Linked DNA regions of Mus musculus: region 1 is linked to region 2. A link is a contact called in public Hi-C data. All regions are on one chromosome and are shown on one strand. The core of a region is the stretch at or near the end of the contact, and the rest is flanking DNA. Distances in the headings are between cores, read along the strand shown. Region 1 holds the start of Scaf11 (SR-related CTD-associated factor 11). Region 2 overlaps Arid2 (AT rich interactive domain 2 (ARID, RFX-like)).

Region 1 (7,221 bases), core at 3,383-5,882, 83 kb before region 2:
ATCCTGCACAAGTGCTGTCTTGTCTCTAAACAGTGGAGGCCGGGCAGACTGCATGTAGACATTTTCGTGGAAGGGGATTTCATTCAGGACGTTTTGTCCTGGAAGAGGTTTATCTGAGGGCTATTCTGAGAATGAAGTAGCTGGAGGATGCAAAGCCTTGGAAATCTTATCATTAACTGGACACAGAGGTGGACTTCTCCGGCACATGGTCACGTGACCTGTCTGCCACGCCCTGAGGTGGAAGCACAGTTAACTTAATTACGGCATCCAGAGCCACAGTTGGGTAGCCGTGAAATCTGATGGGCAGAAGCTTCCGTTAGGCAGCCGTGGAGAACACTGGCCTGCTGAGATGGAATTCTGGGAAGGACCCAGCGCTTCAAGGGACACATTAGGGTGGATGGGAGGCAATGTTTAACATGGACTGCAATGACGAACTGCCTCTCTAGGTGAGTGACTATGCAAACTTGGCAAATGGACTGGATGACCAAGGTAGTTTTGTGGAGGCGTCATCAAATCTCTCTTGCATTATCTAGAGCATCTATATCTCCTGGAGTGTGGAAAAGATGATTAAAATTTGTCTAGTTGAGAAAGAAATCAATGACCAATGCTGAAAAACTTTGCCTCTGAGGACAGAAGTATCTGCCTGCAGCCAAGATTTCCTTCCCACACCAAACTCGCTGTCTGTAGTTCAGTAGTCTGTCACTACCAGTGGAGCATTGGTTGTTACATCCTCAGGGTAACCAAGACATTTGACGTAGCAAACTGGCCTTGCTCGCCTTTGAAGGTGTCTCTGCCCTGCTGTTTGACAACTGTTAGCGATAAACCCAGTTATAGCCAGCCTCTGCCAGAGGGTGTGACATCAAGGAGAGTACAGCTTTTTGTGGGAAGCCACATGTGCCGTTGCAGAGTGGCACTGACTACTGCTGGCCACCACGCATAAGTTTGGACAAACAACCAATGTGTACATATGCAGTAAAGTTTTTTGCAAAGACACTGCCTGGCCCGGGCATGATAATGAGGCTTTGAGAGTATAACCAATCAGATGTGAGACATGCAAATGAGGTATGATAATGAGGCTCTGTGAGGTACAGAGAGAGAGAGTAGCTAATCAGATGAGGAACATGCAAATGAGGCATAGTGCATAACCAATCCGGGTGTGAGACAAGCCTCTCCTAGGCCTATATAAACAGCATCAGTTCTGGGCTCGGGGTCTTTTCGCCTCTGCAATCAAGCTCTCCCAATAAACGTGTGCAGAAGGATCCTGTTGCAGCGTCGTTCTTGCTGGTCAAGTCTGGCGCGCGCAAGAGCTTTTCTCGAAGGTGATGGACCTTGGACAGGTGGTAACATGGGTAAAATGATACGGGCTTGATCACGTCAGCAGTGGTCGGCCACAGTATTTGTTCGGTGAGAACAGCTGATGCCAAGATTGAACAGCACTGAATTTGGTGCTAGGGCTGCGGGGTTCTGGTGTCACCCACGCGGATGGCAATTTACCACGTGATTCAAAGTTCACAGCTAGGGTATTATTGCAGAGTGTACAATCATTTATGTGTACTTCCCAGTGGCTGGGGCTGGAGCTAGGAGGGCTTGCTTTATTGACTTACAATGCAGAATGCTAACCCCTGTGCACACCAATGCGGGCACACCACTGACTCTGTCTGTATTTGGTTACGCTGATTAGTGTTAAGAGACTGTATCTGGAGGTTCATCTTTCTTGAGTGGAATATTGGTTTTAATAAAGCTATATTATTTTGTGAAAGTTCCTGTAACTTTTCCTTATAGCATTTAGTTTCCATTCGTTATATGGACATTGCATATTTGACCACATTTTGTCCATGAGTCTTAACTGCATACCTTTTGAATTTGTAAATTTTTATTGACATAAACACACTATACAGATTAAATTGAAAACCTCCTGTTATATAAAAATCGAAGATAAAACACGGGGTTATTTGTTTAAAACTGCCAAGGGGTTAAGTAACCCAAGGTCTTTATTCCATGATTTCTTTTTTCTTCTTCTCTTAATGTGAATTTTGTTTTGTGTTACATTCATAAAAGACAGATTATAGCAATTATTTCTGATGAACCCATAAAAATGTATACATTGACCGATCACCTTTCATTTTCAAAGCTGCTGCTATGGGTTTGTTTGTTTGTTTTTGGTTTTTCAATGCTATGGGTTTCTATCACACTGTGAAAGGATGGTTGCCCGAGAAACTGCAACACAATTGAGAATTTCAATGAAGGTATTTTTATGTGCACCATTTGTAGATCTTAGCAAATCTCTTTTGGGGGGGAGGGGGAGGGAGACTGGAGAGATAGTTCAGGTCAGTTATTAGCATTTCTCTTCCAGATGAGCTAGGTTTGAGTATCAGCAACAACAACCTGGTTCATAACTCCACCTGGAAGTCCAGCCCCAGACACCTTGTCTTCCTCTTCTGGCCTCCATGGGCACTGCAAGAATGTGGTGCAGACATACATGTAAGCAAAATACCCATATACATAAAAAATAAACTAAAATGCTCTCTGTATGTACATGTTTGTTCATGGGGTACTTCTCTGTTGTGGTGTACTCGTGAAAGTGTGTGTCCCACAGTGCACAAGTGGGGTCAGAGGACAACCTTGGGTATCAATTCTTGCCTTCTACACTCTACAGGTAGGGTCTGTTGTCTCTGACAGCAGGCTAGCTTCAGAGGTCTCTCCTGTTGTCTCTCCGTGAAAGCCCTGGAATTACGGATGCCTGCTATGGTGCCCAACTTTCTGTGGGTTCTGGGGAGTCAACCTCAGGTCCTCATGCTTGTGTGGTAAGCACTTAATGAGCCACCTCCCTAGCCCTCACTTGTTTATGATTATAAATGAGTCTAAAGTATTAACAGGTATGCCATCGACATTATCCATCTGTTTTATATTTACCCTCTCTGATAAATTTAAAAAAAAAAAAAGGAAACAAAACACATTCTTATCATGCAAACACAGTAAAGAGGAGAACACCATATATAGAAATAGGCAGGGTCTCTCTCTTGGGGAACAAGAAACAGCCTATATTACAATGCACCTTCGTTTCTGTTAGGTAAGTATTGTGTGTGTGGAGGGGGAGGTGGATGGGGGCGGGAGGTGGTCAAAGGGCAGTTAGGCAGGAGGAGCCTTTTCTCGTGCTCTGTTACCCAGCACGATGGCTACAGAGTGAATTTTAAATGTTGCGAACACAAAAGGTAGAGCAATAAATTTGAAGTAGGAGATGTGGAGTTTGAGGATCGGTCTGCACAGTGAGACTCTGCATTAAAAACAAAATAAAATACATACAAAAGAATATCACATCTTCACCGGGAATTGCTCTTACTGATAAAATTCTCTAGGGTGAATTCTGGACCCCGAGTGTACACAGGAAAGCTAAACTTTATCTCTGCAGGATGGTTAACAGTGCCTTTGACTTGATTCTGTCACACAACAGTTTCAACAGGTTTTTAGGTTTTCTTAATCACCAGCTTCATTCGTCGTCATTACAAGAGAAAGGTCCCTCAGAAAGTCTTGTTTCATCAGAACAAAGTATTTTAACACCTCTAAATCACTGCGAAATACTTGCACACAGGAACACCACATTTCCAAACCTATGAAGATAGCTCACTGACACTGGGAGAGACAAGGCTGCCATTCATTGCATTCCTAAGCGGTTATTTACCCAGTCCCTTGCTGGTGCTCGGCTCTGTGAAGAGCTTAACGAGACATCATCCCAAACTTCGGTGTGACGTGACGGGCACTGAACAGCCAAGTAGCACAGGATGAAGATGCCAGGGAAGCGACAGGATCAGAGAGGAGGGCAGGGGACGCTGCTGGGCTGGAGGTAGGGAGGGAACAGCCTGGGTTGGGGTGGCCAGGCGACAGCGTGGATTGCAAGAGGACAACTAGGAAAAGCTAGAGCGTGGAGCAGGGGGTGAAAAAGCCAGCGCCTGACGAAAAGCCTGTAAAGACACCTCCGAGGTGAAACAAAAGATCCGAGGGCGCTGCAGGGCAGGAGGACATCGCAGAGTGACTGAAAGTGGAAGCACTTAAAGCCAGCCAGGCTCGGCTAGCCTCGGGGACGCGGGCTTAGGGCGTGGGAGTGTGTCCCGGGCTGGCAGGCCGCCGCGCACGTGCAGCGGGCGGAGTACTTCATCCGTGCCAACTACGCACGAGTTCTTCTCGGGACTGCAGTCTCTCCAAAACATCTTTATTGTCGCCCACGGAGCCTGCCAGGAAAGGCCACGACCAGAGAGAGCGCGGCCAGGGCGCAGGGGCGGGGGTGGGGATGAGGGGGAAAGGGGTGGAGCGAGGACTGAGCACGGCGCGTGCGCGTAGCGCTCCGAGCGGCAAGAGGGCGGGGCAAGAAGAATGTTTCCCAGAAGCCCCGGCCACTCGCAGACGCCGGAGCTCCCGCTCTCCAGCCGGGCGGCGTGCCCCGCCCACCACGTCCGTCCGTCCGTCGCGGCTCGCGGGCGCCCCCTGGAGGTCCGGGGGAGTACGGCAGCGCCCGCGAGCAGGTAGCGTGCGGCGGGTCCAGCCGCCCGCCCGCCCGCCCGCCCGCGTCGTCACCACAGTGCGCCGACCTGTGGCGGCGCGGCTGAGCCCCGCGGAAGGAGGGAGGGAGAAAGGGAGGGAGCCGCCAGACACGGCGGGGGAGGGGAGCGGCGGTGGCGCAAGCGGCGCGGAGCTAGCGCCGCCTGCCCGGGTCTCCTGCTGCGTGGCTGCCTGCGTGCTCCCGACCCGGCCGTCCGAGCCAGCCCGCGGGCCGCGCGCGCTTCCGAGCGGCCGGAGGAGTCCATGGTGCAGAACTTAGCGGCGGACTGACGGAGACCGGGCCTCCTGCGCCGGCGCGGCCGCGGGACCTCGGCCTCAGGTAAACACGGCGGGCCGGAGAGAGCGGACGAGGCGCCCCGGGGCGCAGCGCAGCGCGGCGCGGCGGGGGCGCGGGCCGGGCGGGCGGGCAAAGTTTGGGGCTCGCGCGCGGCTCGGGCGGTGTCTTTCGCTGCGAGCAAAGTTGGGAGCCGCGGCCCCGGGCGGCGCGGGGCGGAGGTCCAGTTTGGGCGCGCGCGGGGCCTAGGAGCAGAGCGGGGCGGCGCGGGCTGCGGGGCCTCGGCCGAGGCAGGAAGGGGCTCCAGGCCCGGCCCGCAGCTCCCCCACCCGCAGTGGGAACGTGTCGGCCGTGCTTCCGGGCGCTCCCAGGCTGGCCCGCTTTCCCGTGGAGTTCGCGTTCGTCCCCGAGCCTCCGGGTCCCGCTTGTGAAACCAAACTTCACTAGGCTGTGACCTCCCCGGCGCCTGAACGAGGAAGCGCTGGCCGGCGCCTGGCCTCGGCCTCTCCCTCCCTCCCTCGGCGGCCGCCTCCCCACCCCCGCCGTCGTTTTTAAAACCCGCTGCCCGGGCTGCCCGCGGTCCAACCGGCCGGGAGATCGAAACTCAGCCCCGCTCAACCCCGCCTTAGAGCCGGGGACTGAGTACCGATTAGAAGATTGGCCAATGCACGCTCGTCTTCCGCACGGATCTCGAAGAATTTAATTTAAAAGACACCTGGTTGCAATTGAGGGCAACAGTCCCAGATTGAAATGGTGACCTACACTCCCCATGCGTTGATCTGTACAGTATCGTATTCCGGTAGTCCGGCTAATCATCTGCGTGTGTGAGGTAGTAAACAATACAGAATGCAAGTTTTACATGCTGATCGTACTACGTAAAACCGCGGCTGCTTCTCATTCATTTTGGATTACATTTTGGCTACCATCCTTATATACTAGCAGCGAACTAACGAAAACTGACGAGAAAGTTTTTTAGTATGCCTTGACTAAGATATGGTAGTATTCAAATTTCCCCCAGTTTGGGCAGTTTTCTCTGAATTTTGGGGAAAGTATATCAATAAGTACGTTTTTTTTCATTTTTCAAGGAAAAGATAACTCATGTATGATTTATTTGCCGCAGCCCCACAACAGTGAAGGCAATAGATTCTTAGCCCTTTCATTTAACCGGTATTTTTAATAAAATTTTATTGGGTAATTCTGTCTCTCCACACCATGTTTCCACCCCCACCTCCCCCTCTGCTTTGGCACTTGGCTTAACCATTTTATTATTATTTAAAACAGAAGGAAAAAGTAGTTTTCTTGTTGTTATTGTTGGTTTATTTTTTATTTTTTGCCCAAATAGACAAAAAAGAAAAATTGAAAATATCTTTAGATATGAATTAATTTGCGTTTTGTTTATGCAGTCATTTTTTTCTTCTTCTTCTTCTTCATTGTTTATCAAGACAGGGTTTCTCTGTGTAGCCCTATCCATCCTGGATCCGCTCTGTAGATCAGGCTGGCCTCAGACTCAGAAATCCGCCTGCCTCTGCCTCTAGAGTGTTGGGATTAAAGGTGTGTGCCACCATTGCCCCTCTTGTGGTCAGAGTTTCAAAGATTAGCAGTTCCTACTGTAGCTTCACTTTAGCTAATAGTTTTTTCTTTGCCCTTCTGTAAATATACTGCAAAGGCAGCCTTCAACATGACAAAGGAGAAAAATACAAAAGAAAGTGTAAATTACTTAATTTTTAAGAGAAAACTTTTAAGAGTTTTCTTCCTGGAAGTCCCTCACGTGGTTCTGGGCCTTCTATTGGGTATTCCCAATTTTCCCATCTTCCTGGAGCACGGATAGTTTACGAGCGGTTTTCATGAAAACTTACCTAACCTGCTGTCATCCCTGACATATACCTTTAGTAATGAAGTATAATGGTAACTACCCATCAGCCTGCACATTTTAGGTACTTTAATGCAAGATAGTTGTAAACCACCATTCTAAGAGGGCAGTGTGCCTCAAAGTAACACAAGCTAGTTATAAAATAATGTGCACTGTGCTTCCCAGCTTCTGCTCTTGTCTTTTAGGGATGTAAGTGGTGTTTTGTCTTACCTTGTCTACTGAAAAACAGATGAGGTGTAGAACAGGCTGGCCTCGAACTCAGAAGTCCACCTGCCTCTGCCTCCCAAGTTCTGGAATCAAAGGTGTGCACCACCGCTGCCAGGCCAGATGAGTTTTATACATCAGATAGCTCATGGTGGCCTTGAACTTGTGATCCTCCTGCCTCTGTCTCGCAAGTGCTGGGAATTACAGTTGTACTAGCTTTAAAACCCAGGTCATTTGTTTTTTAAACATTTACCTTGTTTATTTACTTATATTTATCCTTGGAGGCCAGAAAAAGGTGTGTGATCTCCTGGAGCTAGAG
Region 2 (6,962 bases), core at 4,462-6,961:
GGTTCTGAGTTCAATGCCTGAAACATCTGACCTGAATAGGCCTCTAATTACTAACCAGCAAGGCAAAGACAAGCAGGCCAAGGTAACCAGTTTCACTAGGGGATTCTACCTATCCATCTAACATGCGAGAAAGCAATGTCTCAGTGAGCAACAGTGTCATGGGTATCACGGTAATAACCGACCCCTTTCTGCTTGAATTTAAGTCCTGTTCCTCAAGATGAAACCTACACTGGTATCAGTGTTGGCTAAGAACCTGTGGTTGGACAGGCCACTGGCCCTAGGGGAGAGACTATTACTATTGGACATAGTATTTAACTGATTTCTCAATGTCTTCCCATTACACCCACAGACTAGGGCGTCTCTAAACCCTCATCACTGAAGCGTATATGTGCAATAGATGGGGATTTACAGGGAGACTCACAAACTGGCCAAAGTGCAGAGAACGAGACACTGGGCTGATGGATCCTAAATGGGGCAGCTGTGTCACATCCTCTACTCCTACAGCTCAGGGATCACTACAGAAGAGGGGCAGACCAGAGGGGACGGATGGCTGCAGGGAAACGGTGTCCTCCAGACACAGCAGAGCAGCTGAACATATGAACCCACAGTGACTGACAGCAGACAGGAGCCCCATGCAGTCTCAAGCAGGACCAAACCTCACCGTGGGAAAGGGGCATCTAGCTCCACCCTGGCCGAGCAGCTGCCGGCAGCAGAGCAGCTAGTTTTGGTGTCTGTTTGTTTGTTTGTTACTCAGTGGCTAAGAGCGTTTCCTGCTGTTTCAGAGGACGTGGCTTTGAATCCCAGCACCCACGTGGTAGCTCATTTATCTCCAGGTCATTCGACGCCCTTTCCTGGGTACTTTGGGCACTGGGCATGCATGTTCGAGACATGCCATACATGGAGGTAAAACTCTCATGTGTTAAAAAAACTGAAAAAAATGTTGTCCTTGATAAGCTGACCACACTCTGCTGGAATGCCACATTCAAGAATATGTGGCATTGCCGGGCGTGGTGGCTCACGCCTTTAATCCCAGCACTCGGGAGGCAGAGGCAGGCGGATTTCTGAGTTCGAGGCCAGCCTGGTCTACAGAGTGAGTTCCAGGACAGCCAGGGCTACACAGAGAAACCCTGTCTCGAAAAACCAAAAAAAAAAAAAAAAAAAAAAAAGAATATGTGGCATTACAACAGAGAGGCACTGCCACACAAATCAAATGCACAGGCACTTCTGTCCCGTATGGGTGTGAGTGCACAGTCACTTCTGTCCCGTATGGGTGTGAGTGCACAGGCACGCCCACTGAAAGGACTGGGCATTTACCACAATAAACTGCGAACTACAGAAGGTTGGTTCCAAATACAGGAAAAAAGTCTGAAAAAGTGACAACTTTCCTTTCCTCCTTGTTCCCTTGCTCTCCCCAGCTCCTCGCTGTCTGTTCCCCCTGTAATTCCTGGGACTGCATGTCATTCATTCTGACCCAGGCAAAGTCTATTCTTCAAATATACAGTCTACTGGAAAGTCTACTGTACAGTCTACTGTACAGTCTACTGTAAAGCGCCCTAACAGTCTTGGGTCACAGCCCCTGCCCGCTGTGCTGCAGGAGAATGACCCTTTCATAGCACTTGCGTAAACTATGACTTAGGCTATGTATCGCCTCCAGGGTTGGAAAGATCTTTGTACTTGTAATCCTTGCCACATGAACCCTACACTAAGAAAACAGCTGATAAGTATTTGTAGAATCAAGTTGAACTTATTATTAATGAGAAGTTAAAAAAAGAGGCAATCTGAAAAAATGACAAATTTTATGAAGCATTTTTGAATATGCCTTAATCAGAACAAACACCATATATTTAGATGATGTAACATGGATCATATTAACTAGATGGGAAGTGGTACATATACAGGCTCATTAAATCCTCTGGAATCTTCTGCTGTCGGGGCTGACAAGTTCTAAGAACTTCATTGAAAACAGTTACTTTTAAACTTCTTTTATTCCCTAACCCCCCAAATTAAGTACTGAGCCCAAGGCCTAACAGTTGTTATCACTGAGCTAAATCCCCAATCCTACTCTTACATTCTTAAAAAACCAACAAACAGCTGTAATAGACTACCTACTGTCAGCTATTCTTTACGACTAGAAAACAGAAAAACAAAAATCTACAAATCAATAGACACTAGTAAACAAAACGTCAAATTAATGTACTTGCAAACTAAAATATTAACAATAACAAACTAGAGAAAGAGAGGAAGGGAGGGAGGGAGGGAGAGAAGAAGGAAGGAAGGAAGGAAGGGAGGGAGGGAGGGAGGGAGGGAGGGAGGGAGGGAGGGAGGGAAGAAGGGAGGGAGGGAGGGAGGGAGGGAGGGAGGGAAGAAGGAAGGAAGGAAGGATTGGTCTGGCGGTGAAACCCAGAGGTAGAAAGAGCCCTTCTTTAGCATGTGCAAGGCCCTAAGTCCCATCTCTATCTCAGTCAAAAGAAACAGACAAAGAAAGAATGGTCACTTTCAATAAATAAAAGAAATAATTGATGTAAAAAGTTTCTCTGGGATTTTAGGTTATGATCAAGTTCCACACATGTACTGCAGACACCCAGAAGTGGGGACAATACTTACCCTGACTAACACGGATGAATCTGTACTTTATTCATTTTTCTCATTGAAAAGAACAAAAACAAACAAACAAACAAACAAAACAAAAAAACAAAGCCATTGGTCAAGATACATGTGCCACTGCTGTGTGGAGCTGTAAGCTTGATAAGCACTGGCTTTGCTTGAACAACCCCCAGGCTATGAAGAAGACGCATGGCCATACCAAAACCCTGTATATGAAATTAACAAATACAATTATCTTTAATAAAATAAAAAGAGCTAACATAATTATATTAAGCTATGAAAATGGAATCTCTGTTCTCTTAAGAAATGAAAACTACTTTCCTATTAAAATCAGTGCCCAAGGCTTCGAGTTCTGAGTGACTGAAGGCAAAGGGCTTTGGCTCAGCTCTTGCTGACGGAAAGAAAGAAACATTCGATTTTGTCCAACATCTATAGAAGCAGTCCCTGTACCTGCTCGGTGAATGCAAAGCCCTCCCTCTGCTTCACACCCAGCATCACAAACGGGGTAAAGTGAGTTAGTCCTGGGGCTAGGAGATGGCTCAGTGTGCTAAGTGCTTGCTGCACCAACACAAGGAAATGGACTTGACCCACATAAATGCAGAGCAGGCCGGTGTCACTCGCAGGACGGGGGATCTCGGGGAGCTCTCCGGCAGTTTAGCCGAGATGGCAAGTTCCTGGTTCACACACACACACACACACACACACACACACACACACACACACGTCATGCATACACCGCGCGCACGCACACACACACATACACAGTAAGTTCATTTCTATTTGTTATTTATATTACTTACTAAATTATGAAATGGCATGACTTCAAGAACAATGTTCAAAATTAAAGATAAAATTCATTTTCTAAATATTACTTCTAAGTAGTTTTAGTGATTACTTAATAAATAATTACTAGTTTAAAAAAAAAAGTAACTCCAGAAGTTTTACAGCTCTCACTATATTAACCTTAGAAAATACACAATCAAATTTGGTTCTTCTTTTCTTTAAGACAGATGTCCCAGCACAGGCTGGGCTCGATCCCTTGGCAATTCTACTGCCTCATCCCTGAGTGCTAGGATTACAGGCAGGAACGACTGCACACTCCACTCTATAATGGCCCCACCCCCCTCCCTTTAAGAAACAGGGTTTCATTATGAAGCTGTGGTTGGCCTGGAACTTGCTATGTAGACCAGGCTGGCATCAAATGCAGAGATCTGCCTGTTTCTGTTTCCTGAGTGTTGGGATTAAGTTGTGCCAGTATGCCTGGCTTAAAACCAGGTTCTTAATTGATCAAAATTCCTTACTAGCATGAAGCAATCGAGTCCTTCTGACACGGATACAGACCTTTCAGCTGAAGCATGCCTCTTGTTCCAGGTAAGTGTAACTCTCAACATAAAAGACTTTTCATTAGAAGTTATTGGTTTCAGAAAACAAAATGTTATAAACTATATACACGACAGAAATTTAAATATCAAAGCACTCTAAAACAAAGTATGCTTTTGTATAACAACAACAACAACAACAACAAAACCCCGCCATTTACTTTTTACAAGACTGCCACAGACACATGAAGTTCTGCCCAGGTTTTCTCACTGGATCTGCATGCTGACTGGACGCACTGACTGGAGAAGGCTGAGAACTGCTAGGCTGGCCCTGCACTTGTACAGCTGGTGAAGGTGGCATAGGAGTGTTCTGTGGAAAAGCACAAATAGAGGTTGTGACATGACACCAGAAAACAGCATTCTATACTCTATAAGGACATTAGTGACAGGTACACAATTCTAACATAAAACTTTTGTACAGTTTGTAATTTCAAGTTAATGATTACATTTAAAAAGATGATTTTTATTAAAAGGTTAGGAAGTATGCTCCTTTTAAAATATGTAACCACAGAAGCAATATTATTCATTGTGTTATCTCTTGACATCTGTGACATCTTGGCTTCTGTGACTTCCCATGGATATCAAGATCTGTTTGCATTTATATAGATGGCAAAATCCCTATGTCTCAGTGTGCATGTCTCCCTGTATACTAGGTCATTTCTCGATTCCACACCACCATTCAAATATCGCAAATGCACAGAAGTACAAAGAGCTGCTGCACCGCGTTCTCCAATTCATGGTCAGTAAAGAATTGTTTTCTGCTATTTTTGATTCAAGTTATAAATTCATGGACATGGAAGCGGTAGACATGGACAACAGACTGTATTATTCAAATTAAGAATTGTAGTAAGAAGCAACTCAATTATAGCCTGAAATGAAAACAAAGCCTTACGATTTACTTGCCCTGTCGAGAACAGATCAGCTGCAAATTATTGCTTAGAATAATTCTTTTCCCCTCAGATTTCATCAGTGACACAACATGAATCACAGCAAACCTCAGGTCAGAGTTAGTAATGATGACACAACCATGTAAGGAGAATATCAAAAATAGTAAATAATTCAGAGTAAAGTGTCTACCAACTTAATCTTGGAGGATATTCAGTTTATAGTTTGCCTTAAGGATCCGAGCCAGAACCTTCCCGATGCTAGGCAAGGCCCTGCTGTGCTGCTCAAGCTGGCCTTCAACTGCCAGGTAGCCCAGGACAGCTTGGAACGCAATCCTCCTGGCAGCACCTCTCAGATGCGCGATCACAGGCACATGCCACCGTGCCTGGCTGGCAGTTACAGCTGTGACGGTAACACTAGCACAAAGTAGACACACAGTCTTTTAAATATAACCTCTGTTATGTCCTATATCATATGCCTTTTACTTAAAAAAAACACTAATAGAGTATCTTTTAAAATGTTTAGGTCAGCCATTTTCTTGAGATACCTGAAAAGAAAACAAGTTAAATTTCTTATGGAAGTCAAGAGCTGTTTAGCAGGTTGGTAAGACAGCGACTGCGTTTGTCCACTCACTGGTGACGTCAGCACAGGCAGCAAGGACTGAAAGTGCTGGGTCCCCAAGAGTAAAACCACAGCTCTTTTTCTAAGCCAAACCAAAACCATACAGGGCTATATAATGGTGCAGACGGATAAAACATAAACAGAAGTGAGAAGTCTGGAGTTGAGTCCTGTGGCTGAGGCTGAGGCTTAGTTGGCAAAGTGCCTGGCTGGCATACACAGCCCCGGAGCTGACTTCACACAGGAAGCCAGGAGTGGTAGTGTGCTACCCTGGAAGGCTGGGGCTCTAACCCAGGCTCTTGCCCATGCTAGCAAGTACTGTACCACTGGGATTTACAGGCCTTTAACCCTAGCACTTGGGAGTAGAGGCAGCTGATCAGAAATTCAAAGTCATCTTCTGCTGAGCTGGAGGCCAGTATGGGATACGGGAAAACTTGCCCTTAAAGACAGGAAAGAGAAAGAAAACCAGCAGAAATGTTGTGTTCTAAGCTCGGGGAGCCTACTCTGGAATGTTGTGTTCTAAGCTCGGGGAGCCTACTCTGGAATGTTGTGTTCTAAGCTCGGGGAGCCTACTCTGGAGCTGAAGTTGCTTCTGTGATGAGTTCTCACCTCTGAAACGTGAGAGTGAGAGCTAGAGTGACGCAGGTGTCACCAAAAGAGACTTTCCAGCTCAACACATCAGGACAGGACACAACTCTTCAGTCTGCTTTTTAAACAAAAGTTCATCAATTGTGTGTGCGTGTGCGCGTGCGTGTGTGTGTGTGTGTGGGGGGGTGTGTCCGTGCGTGTGTGCGCGCGTGCGTGCATGTGCGCGCGCGTGCGTGAATGTGCGCGTGCGTGTGTGTGCGTGTAAGGCAGAGGACAACTTTGGGGAGTCAGCTCTCTTTTACCACCATGGGTTTCAGAAATGGTTTTATGTTCTGAGCCACCTTGCCAGCCCTGAATCGTCAGTGTGCCCTTCTTCAACAGGCCGTGTGACCTGGGCAGCCTCATTACTTTCCTTGAACCTTGGTTTTTTCCTTTTGTGAGTATAGGAGATACAGTGTGATGAAATGAAACCATACACGAGGCACCTAGAATCTCATTCCAATATACATGTTACTATTGCCATTATAATAGAGAAATCCAGAAGAAAAACACAGGTTTCGAGTTCAGAGGTAAGATGAACCTACTACACATGTGTTTCTCAACAGGTTACAACACATGGTCAAATCACTTCCTTAAAACAAGAGCTCTGAATAGAAAATTGTGAATTCAGTAACTGAGAAGAGAACCTTGCCAAGTATAAATCTCAAGAGTGAGAAATTACATCATACTAACATTTTAATTAAAGGAAGCACCCTAGTTTTCCTGATGTGGACACTACTGCCATTTAAATTGTGAGCTTTACTGACTGTCCAGTGTGTGTATAAAGGTGTGTTTGACTTTCACAAATGCCAAGATTTTTATCTTTTTGATGATTCTGAAAGTCTTACT

Evidence for each region. A called contact is a pair of places that touch in the nucleus more often than the background predicts.
Region 1: a contact with region 2 is called in a Hi-C map of liver, with 3 times the contacts expected there. The contact joins the promoter of Scaf11 here to the enhancer-like site in region 2. A contact is called at or near these places in 2 of 39 promoter capture datasets (liver and stem cell-derived epiblast-like cells), 1 of 484 Hi-C or Micro-C datasets (liver), 2 of 115 datasets of contacts at active chromatin or transcription factors (effector CD8 T cells and embryonic stem cells) and 2 of 9 other capture datasets (embryonic stem cells and liver).

The regions. Positions count from the first base shown.
Region 1 is chr15:96,458,254-96,465,474 of GRCm38.p6, reverse strand. Scaf11 (SR-related CTD-associated factor 11) reads left to right here and starts at 4,632. Exons shown (of 15, transcript NM_028148.2): 1 at 4,632-4,873. It overlaps Gm41408, which reads right to left. Exons shown (of 2, transcript XM_030248866.1): 2 at 2,229-5,431. The coding sequence ends at 4,566.
Region 2 is chr15:96,376,145-96,383,106 of GRCm38.p6, reverse strand. Arid2 (AT rich interactive domain 2 (ARID, RFX-like)) reads right to left here. Exons shown (of 21, transcript NM_175251.4): 16 at 4,145-4,293. Among named protein-coding and RNA genes, the nearest start is that of Gm41408, 72 kb to the left of the region's middle. Within about 2 kb of position 5,711, at least 117 of the 459 cell types and tissues checked have an H3K27ac peak or open chromatin away from gene starts, as enhancers often do. A contact at or near this core is called in liver, where this site is marked.